Linked DNA regions of Pan troglodytes: region 2 is linked to region 1. The links are chromatin contacts, called in public Hi-C maps. All regions are on one chromosome and are shown on one strand. Each heading gives the region's core, a stretch centred on a gene start, on an enhancer-like site or on the middle of the called end of the contact. The rest is flanking DNA. Distances are from core to core; before and after follow the strand shown. Region 1 has its middle 18 kb from the start of SEC14L3. Region 2 overlaps SEC14L4 (SEC14 like lipid binding 4).

Region 1 (5,758 bases), core at 2,074-4,573:
GAAGCCCTCACCAGAAGCTGAGCAGATGCCGGCACCATGCTTTCTGTACATCCTGCAGAACAATGAGCCAAGTAAACCTCTTTTCTTTGTAAATTACCCAGCTTCCAATATTCCTTTTTTCGTGTTTGGTGTTTTTTTTTTTTTTTTTTTTTTTTAGCAGACAAGGTCTCACTCTGTCGCCCAGGCGGGAATGCAGTGGCGCAATCTAGGCTCACTGCAACCTCCACCTCCTGGGTTAAAGCAATTCTCCCACCTCAACCTCCCAAGTAGCAGGGAACACATGTGCCTGCCACCATGCCTGGCTAATTTTTGTATTTTTAGTAGAGATGGAGTTTCACCACGTTGGTCTTGAACTCGTGGCTTCAGGTGATCCACACACCTTGGCCTCCCGAAGTGCTGGGATTACAAGCGTGAGCCACCTTACCTGGCCCAATATTCCTTTATAGTAACACAAAATGGACTAACACAGCCCCCTCATTCCAGAAGTGATAAGCTAGCAGCATAGGGCAGGAAAACCAAGGCCTGCAGGCCCCCCATTGTGTGAGAAGGAAAGTTAACTTAGAAGTTCTTGTTCCAACAGCCCAGAAATGCCAAGGCAGAGCCAGGGAAGGAAAAGTCTCACTGTTCTTGGGAAGCAGCCATCATGAAAAAAAAAAAAAACATTGCCCGCCACCCCAAAGCCTCCTTAAATAGGCCCAGAAGAGGCTGGGGAAGGAACCTGGAGCCCACAGATAAGCCTAGGGCATGGCTGAGCTGGGCCCAGGCCAAACACTTCCACAGTCCTCTTCCAGCGACACCCACCCCAGCCCTGCCAAACACACACACCTATCTGCAATGCCCCCTGATTTTAAGGAAGGCTCCAAAGTCCTCCTCACTCACGATGGATTTACTAACACTAGTAAGAGTTATAAACCAAAAATAAAATTCTAAGATCCCCCACCAAACATCTGAATGGACCCTTCCTCTCGGCCAGGGGCATTGCAAAGTTTACCTGAAAGAGTAATTTAGGCCATGATGGGAAGGGAGTGGGGTCGGACGTGCGACATGATACCCTCCTCCCTTTTGGAATTCAGGAAAAGCTGACCAACATGAACATCGACACAGACCCTAAGTCTGATAAGAAACATTTACAGTCTGTTCTCTCCGAAGCCTGCTACCTGGAGGCTTCGTCTCCATGATAAAACCTTGGTCTTGGCCCAGCGCGGTGGCTCACGCCTGTAATCCCAGCATTTTGGGAGGCCGAGGCGGGTGGATTACCTGAAGTCAGGAGTTCAAGACCAGCCTGGCCAACATGGCAAAACCCCATTTCTACTAAAAATACAAAAATTAGCCAGGCCTGATGGCGGGCACCTGTAATCCCAGCTACTCAGGAGGCTGAGGCAGGAGAATAGCTTGAACCCGGGAGGCAGAGGTTGAAGTGAGCCAAGATCGCACCACTGCACTCCAGCCTGGGTGACAGAGGGAGACTTTGTCTCAAAAAAACAAAGTCTCACTGTTGTCACCCAGCCTGGAGTGCAATGGCGCAATCTCAGCTCACTGCAACCTCCACCTCCTGCTAACCCAGACTTTCTATTGATAATTTCTTTCTATTGATAATTCTTTCAACCAAATGCCAATCAGAAAATTTTTAAATCTACCTATTACCTGGAAGCCCCTGCTTGGAGTTGCCCCATCCTTCCACATCAAACCAATGTAAATCTTACATGTATTGATTGATGTCTTATGTCCTCCCAAAGGGTATAAAAGCAACCTGTACCCCAACCATCTTGGGCACATTTTGTCAGGACCTCCTGAGGCTGTGTCACGGCGACATCCTTAACCTTGGCAAAATAAACCCTCTAAATTGATTGAGACCTGTCTCAGATACTTTTGGGTTCACAGAGTTAATGCTGATGAAGGGTCACTGCACAGTGGACTTCATTTTCTCATCTGCAGGAAGGTGATAATGATGGCACCTGTCTCATGAGGCTACATAATGCGATGGAGGTTACATAATGCGATGCTTAGCTCAGTGCATGGCACACAGAAAGAGCTCCATCCACGTGCTCTGTGGGTGTCCAAGGGGAGGGCTGAGCGCGTGATGGAGGGGACTGTAGGACAAGATGATTCCGTCTTGGGGAGGGAGCCAAGCAGGGTTCATGGAGCGGGTACCGTTAGAGCTGGACCTTGAAGGCTGGGAAAAAAGGGAAATGGGATGGGGGGCGGGCATTGCTGGCAGATGACATGGCCTGAGCAAAGGCAGGGAGGCAGGATGGGCAGGGCACATCCAGAGAATGACGAGGATTCAGGGGAGGCAATAGCATGGGTGCAGGGATGTGTGTGGTGAGAGATGAGGCCAGGGGATTTTGAATGCCAAACTGATGTGTTCAGACTGGATCCTGGGGACCGTCATAAGCCATGAAAAGTATTGGGACAGAGGAGGGACCTGGAGAGATTCAGCCACGAGTGTGATCAGATCAGAATGTTTCTTTATGCATTGGGCAATTAAGGAATTCCCAAGCTTTTAGTTCACACAAATAAGACCCCAACAATCCTCAGATGCACATCTCTGGACAATTGTCCAATTAGTTCCTCTGAATAAATTCTTAAAAGTGGAATCCTTGAACCATGTAATTGGCATTTTTTATATCTGGGTTAGACACAGATGGAACGATTCAATCATTTGCCCTTGAAGTGGATGTCTCTTGCCACAAAAATAATGGCCAGTATTTGTGGAGCTCTTGCTGTGAGCCCCACTCTGCCTGGATGCTTTGTGAATCATTTTGTCTGTAATCCTCACAACAGCTTCAGGTCATTACAGAGAACTGTGCAGAGAGAAAACCAATGCTCAGAACATTAGGTAACTTGCCCAAGGTCACACAGCCTATGAATCATCCCCTGACTGTGTAGAGGGTCATAGGCTGGAAGGGCAGTGGGCAAAAGCAGTACCTAGGCTGGGGGAGGTATCGGGAGTTAGGGGACTGCGTGAGCTTGGGTCAGTGATTTTAACTCTAGGAAACAGAGACCTAATAACAACATCCATCTCAAGATGAGGTTATGAAGATTATTATTATTTTTTGTACCCCATTTCTGTTGAAGGTTGTTAAGATTAAATGAGTCACATCGCATGAATTGCTTAGAACAGGACCCGGTGCCCACTATGAGCAATTCACTAAGAGTTTATCAATAATCAGTTTGAATCGGCCAACATGGGCACGTTGGGAGGTGCTCCCCCCTTGTGGTTATTGCTAGTATTGCGTGAAGATGGCCACTTGGGACCCGACTCCCAGCATGCTCTAGGACAAAGGCCACAAAACCTGGGGGTGGGAAAAGACCCCGCCCCATCCCAGCTGAGGTCCGCTCCATCCTCTTACACAGGGAATGGCGATTTCCCATCACAACCACCATCTGCCACCTCCTGTCTAGTTGACCTCTCTGTACCTGTTTCCCCACCCATATGAATGACTTAGCACGGAACTCACAGCCACGAAGAATTGCTTCTGGTCCCCTGCCCAGGAAAGAGGTAAGCTTTCCCTGGAGAGAGAGCTTCCCAGTTGTACATGGTTAGAGTGTTTGAAGGAGGTATTCCAGCTCTGTGGATACCCCTTCAAGTAAGGTTGCCAGGTAAAATACAGGATGCCCAGGTTAGTATAAGTATGTGCCATGCAATGTTAGGGGTACACTTCTGAAACATCCTTTGCTGTTTATCTGAAATTCACATTTGAGCACCCTGTTATTTGCTAAACTCAGCAACTACCCCTGGGAGTTTGGGGCAGAGGCAGGGGCTGGGCTGCCTGGGAGGGGGCGACTGCCCATTCTGTGCCAGGAACCTGGGATGTCTCACTTCAGCCCTCCCAAGCTGGTGGGAGGAGTCTCTGTTGCTAACCCCACTTCACTATGAGGCCAATGGCGTCTGAAAGCCACACAGATGATGTGCAGCCTCCAGGATAGATGCTCACAGAGGAGGCAGCTACTACAGCAATGGGAGTGTTGGCCTAGAGGGAGCCCAGAGTGAAACTACTTTTGCAAAAATTATAACAGTGAGAAAATTATGGCAGTGAAAGAGATATGATCTAGCCAAGTCCTGATCTTGCCCCAGGCCTTCAAGCTGCCCCTAATTATTCCTGGGCTTAGGCCAAGCTAACTTTGGGAGACAGTTTATAGTTTAAATGATAATAGCCCTTCCCCAAAACTCAACCACCTTTGCGAAGCTAATAAGAGACCACCAGGGTAGGAGAACAGAGAAGGCTGAATTCTCCTAAGGTGTAGACATAAATGATAGCCAGTCATTATTCTGGAGGTCAGAAGATATGCAGCTTCCCCAAGTACTCCTGCAGGTAACATCACTATTTTAGAACCTAAGATTGGCCTTTTGTTGTTATTTTTGTCTTGTTTTGTTTAGAAACACCTTTTATTTGGGTAACATGTCCCAAAACAGGTCAGTTAATAAAACAGATTCTAAAGAATATGGCCCTATGCACAGCCTTCCCTCCCCAAAAATAACCTTTGGGAATAGGAATTCCCTTTCCCCCTTGCGCTCCTCTAATTTATTTAAAAGAACGTTTTGGGAGCTCATGTTTATCATCTGGGCAGGGGGGTGCCATGTCCATGTCCCGTATTCCTGGGGTACAGCAGTGGTAGGTGGCTGCAGCTCTCCAACCCTCTCCCAACCCTGGCCCAGCAAACATTTCTCTCCCACCCCAGGATCCGGGACCAAAAGAAAGAGCAAGCAGGCCCCCTCCACTGAGGTGCTGGGCAGGGCTCAGTGGCACGTCACTGTGCTTTGAGAAAGAGGGAGGGGATTTGTTTGGCACTTTAAAAATAGAGTGAGCAAGGCTGGGCGCGGCGAGTCACGCCTGTAATCCCAGCACTTTGGGAGGGTGGGGCAGGCGGATCACGAGGTCAGGAGTTCAAGACCAGCCTGGCCAACATGGTGAAACCCCAATTCTACTAAAAATACAAAAATTAGCCAGGCGTAGTGGCAGGCGCCTGTAATCCCAGCTACTCGGGAGGCTGAGGCAGAAGAATCGCTTGCACCCAGGAGGCAGAAGTTGCAGTGAGCCGAGATCGTACCACTGCACTCCAGCCTGGGTGACAGAGCGAGACTCCTTCTCATGAAAAAAAAATATATATAGAGAGAGAGTGAGCAGGACTGGAGAGAAGATATCAAAATGGCAGGGAGAGACCATTTGGCACTCGTCCCCTGGGAGAAGGGAAGAGGGAGATAGATACGAGAGTAGGAGCTAAGAAAAGTACGAGGGGTCCACTCCAAGTGACAGGTGCTGAAATGGGTTAGAACCAACAGGACACTGACTCTGGGTTTATGTCTTCTCTATCCCTCTATCCCACAGCAGCCGTGTGCCCACCTCCAGCCTCCCAAGTCAGCCTGTCCCTATGTTTAGTGTCCAACCTCTGATTCTGGCAGTCAAGCGTCTTCCCCAATCCTAACATCAGAGACTTTCAAACCACAGTGACTCCATCTTGAGTAGGGACTGGGTAAAATAAAGCTGAGACCTACTGGGCTGCATTCCCAGGAGGTTAGGCATTCTTAGTCACAGGATGAGATAGAAGGTTGGCACAAGATACAGGTCACAAAAAGTTTGCTGATAAAACAGGATGTGGTGGCTGGGTGCGGTGGCTCACACCTGTAATCCCAGCACTTTGGGAGGCCGAGGCAGGTGGATCACTTGAGGTCAGGAGTTTGAGACCAGTCTGACCAACATAGTGAAACCCCGTTTCTACTAAAAATACAAAATTAGCAGGACATGGTGGCATGTGC
Region 2 (5,984 bases), core at 1,438-3,937, 39 kb before region 1:
CAGGACAGGAAGTCTCATGTAGATGTCACACCCAAGAAGATTCCAGACAACCTGGAGTGTGGAAAAGAAGAGATACTGTTGGGGAATCAATATTGCTGACCCTAGAGCCAGCTTGTGCCCAACCCCTTACAACTGGGTTGGGGAGACAGCCATTTTTCTTTTTCTTTTCTTTTTTTTTTTTTTTTTGAGATGGAATCTCACTCTCTCACCCAGGCTGGAGTGCAGTGGCGTGATCTTGGCTCACTGCAACCTCTGCCTCCCAGGTTCAAGCAATTCTTGTGCCGCTGCCACCCGAGTAGCCAGGATTACAAGCATGCACCACTACGCTCAGCTAATTTTTGTATTTTTAGTAAAGACGGGGTTTCACCATGTTGGCCAGGCTGGTCTTGAACTGCTGGCTTCAAGTGATCTGCCTGCCTCAGCCTCCCAAAGTGCTGGGATTTCAGGCATGAGCCACTGCGCCTGGCCTGAGACAACCATTTATTGAAAGCCAGGAACTGTGCCAGGTGTTATACATACATTATTTCACCTTCATTTTCCAGTTAACTGCACTAAGACTTAGAGAGGGTGGGTAACTTGCTGAAGGTCACACAGTAGAGAGTGACAGAATCCATATCTGTCCACCTCCTGTCCAGCACCTGCTCTTGGCTGTGGCTCTGTATCCCCACGTCCTTTCTGGTCCAGCTTCTCAAGAGATTTACATGTGTTTCAGCCCCAAAACTGTTCCCCGTGGCCTTCAACTTGGTCAAGTCGTTCATGAGTGAGGAGACACGCAGGAAGATTGTGATTCTGGGAGGTGAGCGACTTGGCCCCCTGGTTGTGTCCATCTGCCTGGGAAGCAGAGGTCAATGCTAAAGACCCTGCTTCTCCCTGGCTCGTCCTCTACTCGGGCACTACCCCTGGCCTGACCCTGGTGAGCCTCCACACACACGGGCAATGCCTTGGGTCCTAGACCATGGGCTGGGAGCCACATAAAGGTCTTGGGTACTCTTAGGAGTAGGCGCCCAGGGGAGCACGCCCAGGACATATCAGGTTCCCTCACCAGGCTCAGCCCCCTCTGCCCTCTGTTGAGTCTCCTGAGTCCCTTTGGAGTCCCTCTCTTGTTCCCACGCAGACAACTGGAAGCAGGAGCTGACAAAATTCATCAGCCCCGACCAGCTGCCCGTGGAGTTTGGGGGGACCATGACTGACCCCGATGGCAACCCCAAGTGCCTGACCAAGGTACAGGGTGCCCAGAGGATGGGGAAGGAGGGGAGAAGCTGTGATCTAGTGCTCACACACCCCCTTCACCCACAGATCAACTACGGGGGTGAGGTGCCCAAGAGCTACTACCTGTGCGAGCAGGTGAGGCTACAGTATGAGCACACGAAGTCCGTGGGCCGCGGCTCCTCCCTGCAGGTGGAGAACGAGATCCTGTTCCCGGGCTGTGTGCTCAGGTAGGGATGGCAGCCACTCTACACCTGGGCACATCTGGGAGGGGCCTGGAGCCCAGGCAGGGGGTCGCCAATGGGGCTCTATCCACTGCAGGTGGCAGTTTGCCTCAGATGGTGGGGACATCGGCTTTGGGGTTTTCCTGAAGACCAAGATGGGGGAGCGGCAGAGTGCTAGGGAGATGACAGAGGTGCTGCCCAGCCAGCGCTACAATGCCCACATGGTGCCTGAGGATGGGAGCCTCACCTGCCTCCAGGCTGGCGTCTGTAAGAGCTGCAGGGTTTACTGGAATTGTTTTCCCTGCCAGTCTCCCCTCTGCTTGCCCTCTCTTTCCAGCTCTCGGGAGGGTGGGGGGATCTCTGTAAGCTCCAGGGGAGCCGGCTTTGGGGCCATGGATCAGATGAGTGGCCCCTACCTGTAGGTATGAGGGCAGAGATTCATTGTGGGGGAAGAGCTGGTATTCAGAACCTAGGGCCTTGGGCTCAGCTCCTAAGAAGCCCCTATACCGGGATCACTGGACTAAGAGACAGGTAAGTAAGAGGCCATGGACTTAGAGTCAGGGGTCTTGGCAAGGGGACCACCCAGTTGCATGAACCACCCCATTCCAGGAGTCCCAAAGAGGTGACTTCCTCCAGGTGCTTATCATTCACCCCCAGGCCTTCCAGGCCAGATGCAGCTCAGTCAGCTTTACCAGAAGTAGCATTGCTCAGGGACACCACTGCCCTTCCACATCTATTGGGAACAGAGCTAGGAGAAGGGGAACCCAAGGTTGATTTCCTATGGAGGAGAAGGGTGTGGCTTATGCTTAAGTCAACACATTACCTTGTTTCATTTTGTGGAAAGGGAGCATTAGGAGAGTAGAGACAGACAAGTCTGCACGACTCATCACACCTGAGTTCACGTTGGACCTTGGCATTGAAGGACATGCCTTCTGTGAGACGGAAAGCGGCTTCTGTAGCCCAGCCCATTCCTCCTGGGGTAGCAGGGCTCCTCCCTGGGTTGGGACATCTGGATAAAGGAATCCCAGTACCTCCCCTCCCTTGCTCTGTGACCGCTGAAAGATCATATCACCTCTCCAAGCCTCAGTTTTCTCCTCCGTAAAATGAGGATGACATTGCCTTCCACATGGGGCTGCTTTGAGGATTCAGGGGCTATAATGTGTGATGGAATCCATGGTGCATGGAGAGGCCCAAGAGCTACCTGTGCAACCGCAACTAGGCGAGGACGCAGTACGAGCATACTGTGTCCGTGGGCCACAGCTCCTCCCTGCAGGTGGAGCTCAAGATCCCGTTCCCAGGCCGCCTGCTCCCTGGCTGTGTGCTGTTCTATATGCTGATGACCATCATGATTCCTTCATGTAGCGCAAGCCACCATGGAGATGGCAGCGAGCAATGGGCTTAGGGCTGGGCACAGGCTGGCCCTCAGGCCCCACCCACTGTCCTGGACAGCTCATTTCCAAGGGTTCCAGGGATGCAGGACGTTCCAGGGATGCAGCTCATTCCCAAGGGTTCCAGGGATGCACCCATGCAGGGCTGGCTCTTCCTGCCGATGTGCGGGGTTTGTGCTCCCTGATCACCTCTCCATCACTGCAGATGTCCTGCGCTTCGACAACACCTACAGCCGGATGCATGCCAAGAAGCTCAGCTACACTGTGGAGGTGCTGCTTCCCGACAAGGCCTCTGAGGAGACGCTGCAGAGTCTCAAGGCGATGAGACCCTCCCCAACACAGTGAAGACCCCAGCCACCTCTACCTGTGCGCTCCAACCCCTTCACACCCACCCCTCTGACCCCTGCCTTCCCAGGCAGGGTGGTGCTGAAGGTGGCTGCAGAGAGCCACTTGTCCCACGTCACCATTTCATCTCATTGTAGGCTCACCTGGCACAGTGGCCAAGCAGGAAGGGGCCACAAGTGCATAGCCCATGCTGAAGATTCAGACAGGAACCTCTTTCCCTGTTCCCAGAGAATGCGGCTGAGAATGAGAACGCTGAAGATGATCCAGTCCACTGAGGATGGGTCCTGCTTGCAGAAGCTGCCCTTTCACCCATCTTGACAAGATCCAGCCACCCAGGACTCACCCATGCCTGGTGTTCCAGCTTCAGGGGGTGTGCGTGGTTCCCAGGTCCTGTGGACATCACAGCTTCAGGCCTGAAGAGCAGAGAAGCCCCATTCTCTGCATGTAGGAGGTCAGCAGGGGTGGGCAGGCCCAGCTGGAGGCAGCTGGGTGAGGGTCCTGGTTCCTGCAGAGCACTGGGGCCCATCCAAGTTTGTTCTGCCACCACTGGATGGAAAATTGGAAATGGACTGGGCGTGGTGGCTCATGCCTATAATCCCAGCAGTTTGGGAGGCTGAGTTGGGCAGATCACCTGAGGTCAGGAGTTCGGGACCAGCCTGGGCAACATGGTGAAACCCTGTCTCTACTAAAAATACAAAAATTAGCCGGGCATGGTGGTGTGCGCCTGTAATCCCAGCTACTCAGGAGGCTGAGGCAGGAGAATCGCTTGTACCCAGGAGGCGGAGGTTGTAGTGAGCTGAGATCGTGCCACTGCACTCCAGCCTGGGCAACAGAGCCAGACTCCGTCTCTAAACAAACAAACAAACAAATAAATAAAGAACATTGGACATGGAGAGGTGGGGCCTGGCATGGGTAACCATCAGAGGAAAAAGCCATGCTCAGCCTTCCAGTTGAGTGGGTAACGACTGAGTCTCCAGGGAATTCCCAGTGACCTCCCCTCCACACCTGCTGTGATCCTGCCAACATTTAGCTTTGGTTCTCTGGGCAGCTGCACCATTCATGAGTACATATACGTAGAGTCTGAACAGGTGCTCTGCTGCTAGAAACAGTAAACCATCTAGATTAAACTCCTAAAGCCAGTGCCACGAGGCATTCCTGTTCCAACTGGGTGTTTGAGCAGGTTGGCAAAAAAAAAAAAGGCTGTGCTGGCTCCAAGGAGATGGCCTGGGCTGTCGGGCAAGAGTCACAGGACATCCCCATGTCCAGGGGCTGCCTCTGCATCGGAGATGTGATAGGCATCCCCACTACCCTGTTGCACTGCGTGGCCACGCTGTCTGCTGCTTCCCCAGATGCAGTGATATTTGGAGTGCCCAGAGGCACTTGGGCTTCCATGGCAGGCTGTGGCCAACTGGAGCTGGGAGGACCCTGTGCTAAATTTCACAAGGCCCACCGGTTGTCATGATGGGGGATTGTAATGCCTCACTTCAGCTTTGACATCCTCTGCCTTGATGTCCTCTGCCTAAAAACCAGGGGTTCCTAGACTTGAACTCTGATTCTTGCCCGTGTAACTACCTACAGCCGATTTTCCATCAGCACAGCCTTGTCTGGTTTCCTTGCAGGTAGCAAGGATTGCTCTGCCCCATGCACAAGTGTTTCCTGAGACTCTGATCACAGGGCTGTGATCACAAATACGGGCTGGCTGCGGGGGTGGCAAACAAAAATGGGGTCAGGTGCAGGCACTAGTAACTGAATTGCAGTGAGCAGTGATCGCCTGCAGAGGTGAGAGCAGAATCTCCTACCAGTTCAGGAGGGGAGGGGCACACTGGGAGCTCAGCAGGGAGCAGGGGCACATGTCCTCAGCAACCCATTTCCAATTCTTTTTTTTCTTTTCTTTTCTGAGATAGAGTCTCTGTTGCCTAGACTGGAGTACAGTGGCGCGATCTCAGCTCACTGCAACATTCACCTCCCAGGTTCAAGTGATTCTCCCACCTCAGCCTCCCGAGTAGCTGGGACTACAGACATGCACCACCACACCTGGCTGATTTTTGTATTTTTAGTAGAGATGGGGTTTCACCATGTTGGCCAGGCTGGTCTCAAACCCCTGACCTCAAGTGATCTGCCTGGCTCAGCCTCCCAAAGTGCTGGGATGACAGGTATGAGCCACCATGCCTGGCCTCCATGTCTGATTTTTAACACTGTCACTTTTTTACAAAACTGAAAAAAAAAAGTCACCCAGAGAGGGGCAGTGGCTTGCCCTAAGTTTGTTTCTTCATTTATTCACTCACTGATATTAATTTAATTTAATTTAATTTTTTAAAAGTAGAGACAGGCCGGGCGCGGTGGCTCACGCCTGTAATCCCAGCACTTGGGGAGGCCGAGGTGGGCAGATCACGAGATCGGGAGATCGAGACCATCCTGGCTAACACGGTGAAACCCCGTCTCTACTAAAAATACAAAAAATTAGCTGGGCGTGATGGCAGGCACCTGTAGTCCCAGCTACTCGAGAGGCTGAGGCAGGAGAATGACGTGAATCCCGAGGCAGAGCTTGCAGTGAGGCGAGATCACGCCACTGCACTCCAGCCTGGGCGACAGAGCAAGACTCCGTCTCAAAAAAAAAAAAGAAAAAGAAGTAGAGACAGGGGTCTTGCTATGTTGCCCAGGCTGGTCTTGAACTTCTAGGCTCAAGCCATCCTCCCTGCCTCAGCTTCCCAAAGTGTTGAGGTCACAGGTGTGAGCCACTGAGCCCGGCCTGCTTTTGGGTGTTTATTGAGTATCTGCCCAGCACCAGGCATGGCAGACTCTGGGGACACCGAGGACCCTG

What was found. Hi-C and Micro-C count contacts between places; a contact is called where the count stands out from the background.
Region 2: a contact with region 1 is called in a Hi-C map of induced pluripotent stem cells, with 1.7 times the contacts expected there. The contact joins two enhancer-like sites. A contact is called at or near these places in 3 of 7 Hi-C or Micro-C datasets (induced pluripotent stem cells and stem cell-derived neural progenitor cells).

Annotation. Positions count from the first base shown.
Region 1 is chr23:32,572,461-32,578,218 of NHGRI_mPanTro3-v2.0_pri, reverse strand. No RefSeq gene overlaps it. Among named protein-coding and RNA genes, the nearest start is that of SEC14L3, 18 kb to the left of the region's middle. Within about 2 kb of position 3,323, at least 7 of the 24 cell types and tissues checked have an H3K27ac peak or open chromatin away from gene starts, as enhancers often do. A contact at or near this core is called in induced pluripotent stem cells, where this site is marked.
Region 2 is chr23:32,610,239-32,616,222 of NHGRI_mPanTro3-v2.0_pri, reverse strand. SEC14L4 (SEC14 like lipid binding 4) reads left to right here. Exons shown (of 12, transcript XR_010156099.1): 8 at 713-796; 9 at 1,115-1,221; 10 at 1,297-1,436; 11 at 3,024-3,184; 12 at 3,392-5,984. Among named protein-coding and RNA genes, the nearest start is that of SEC14L4, 15 kb to the left of the region's middle. Within about 2 kb of position 2,687, at least 1 of the 24 cell types and tissues checked has an H3K27ac peak or open chromatin away from gene starts, as enhancers often do. A contact at or near this core is called in induced pluripotent stem cells, where this site is marked.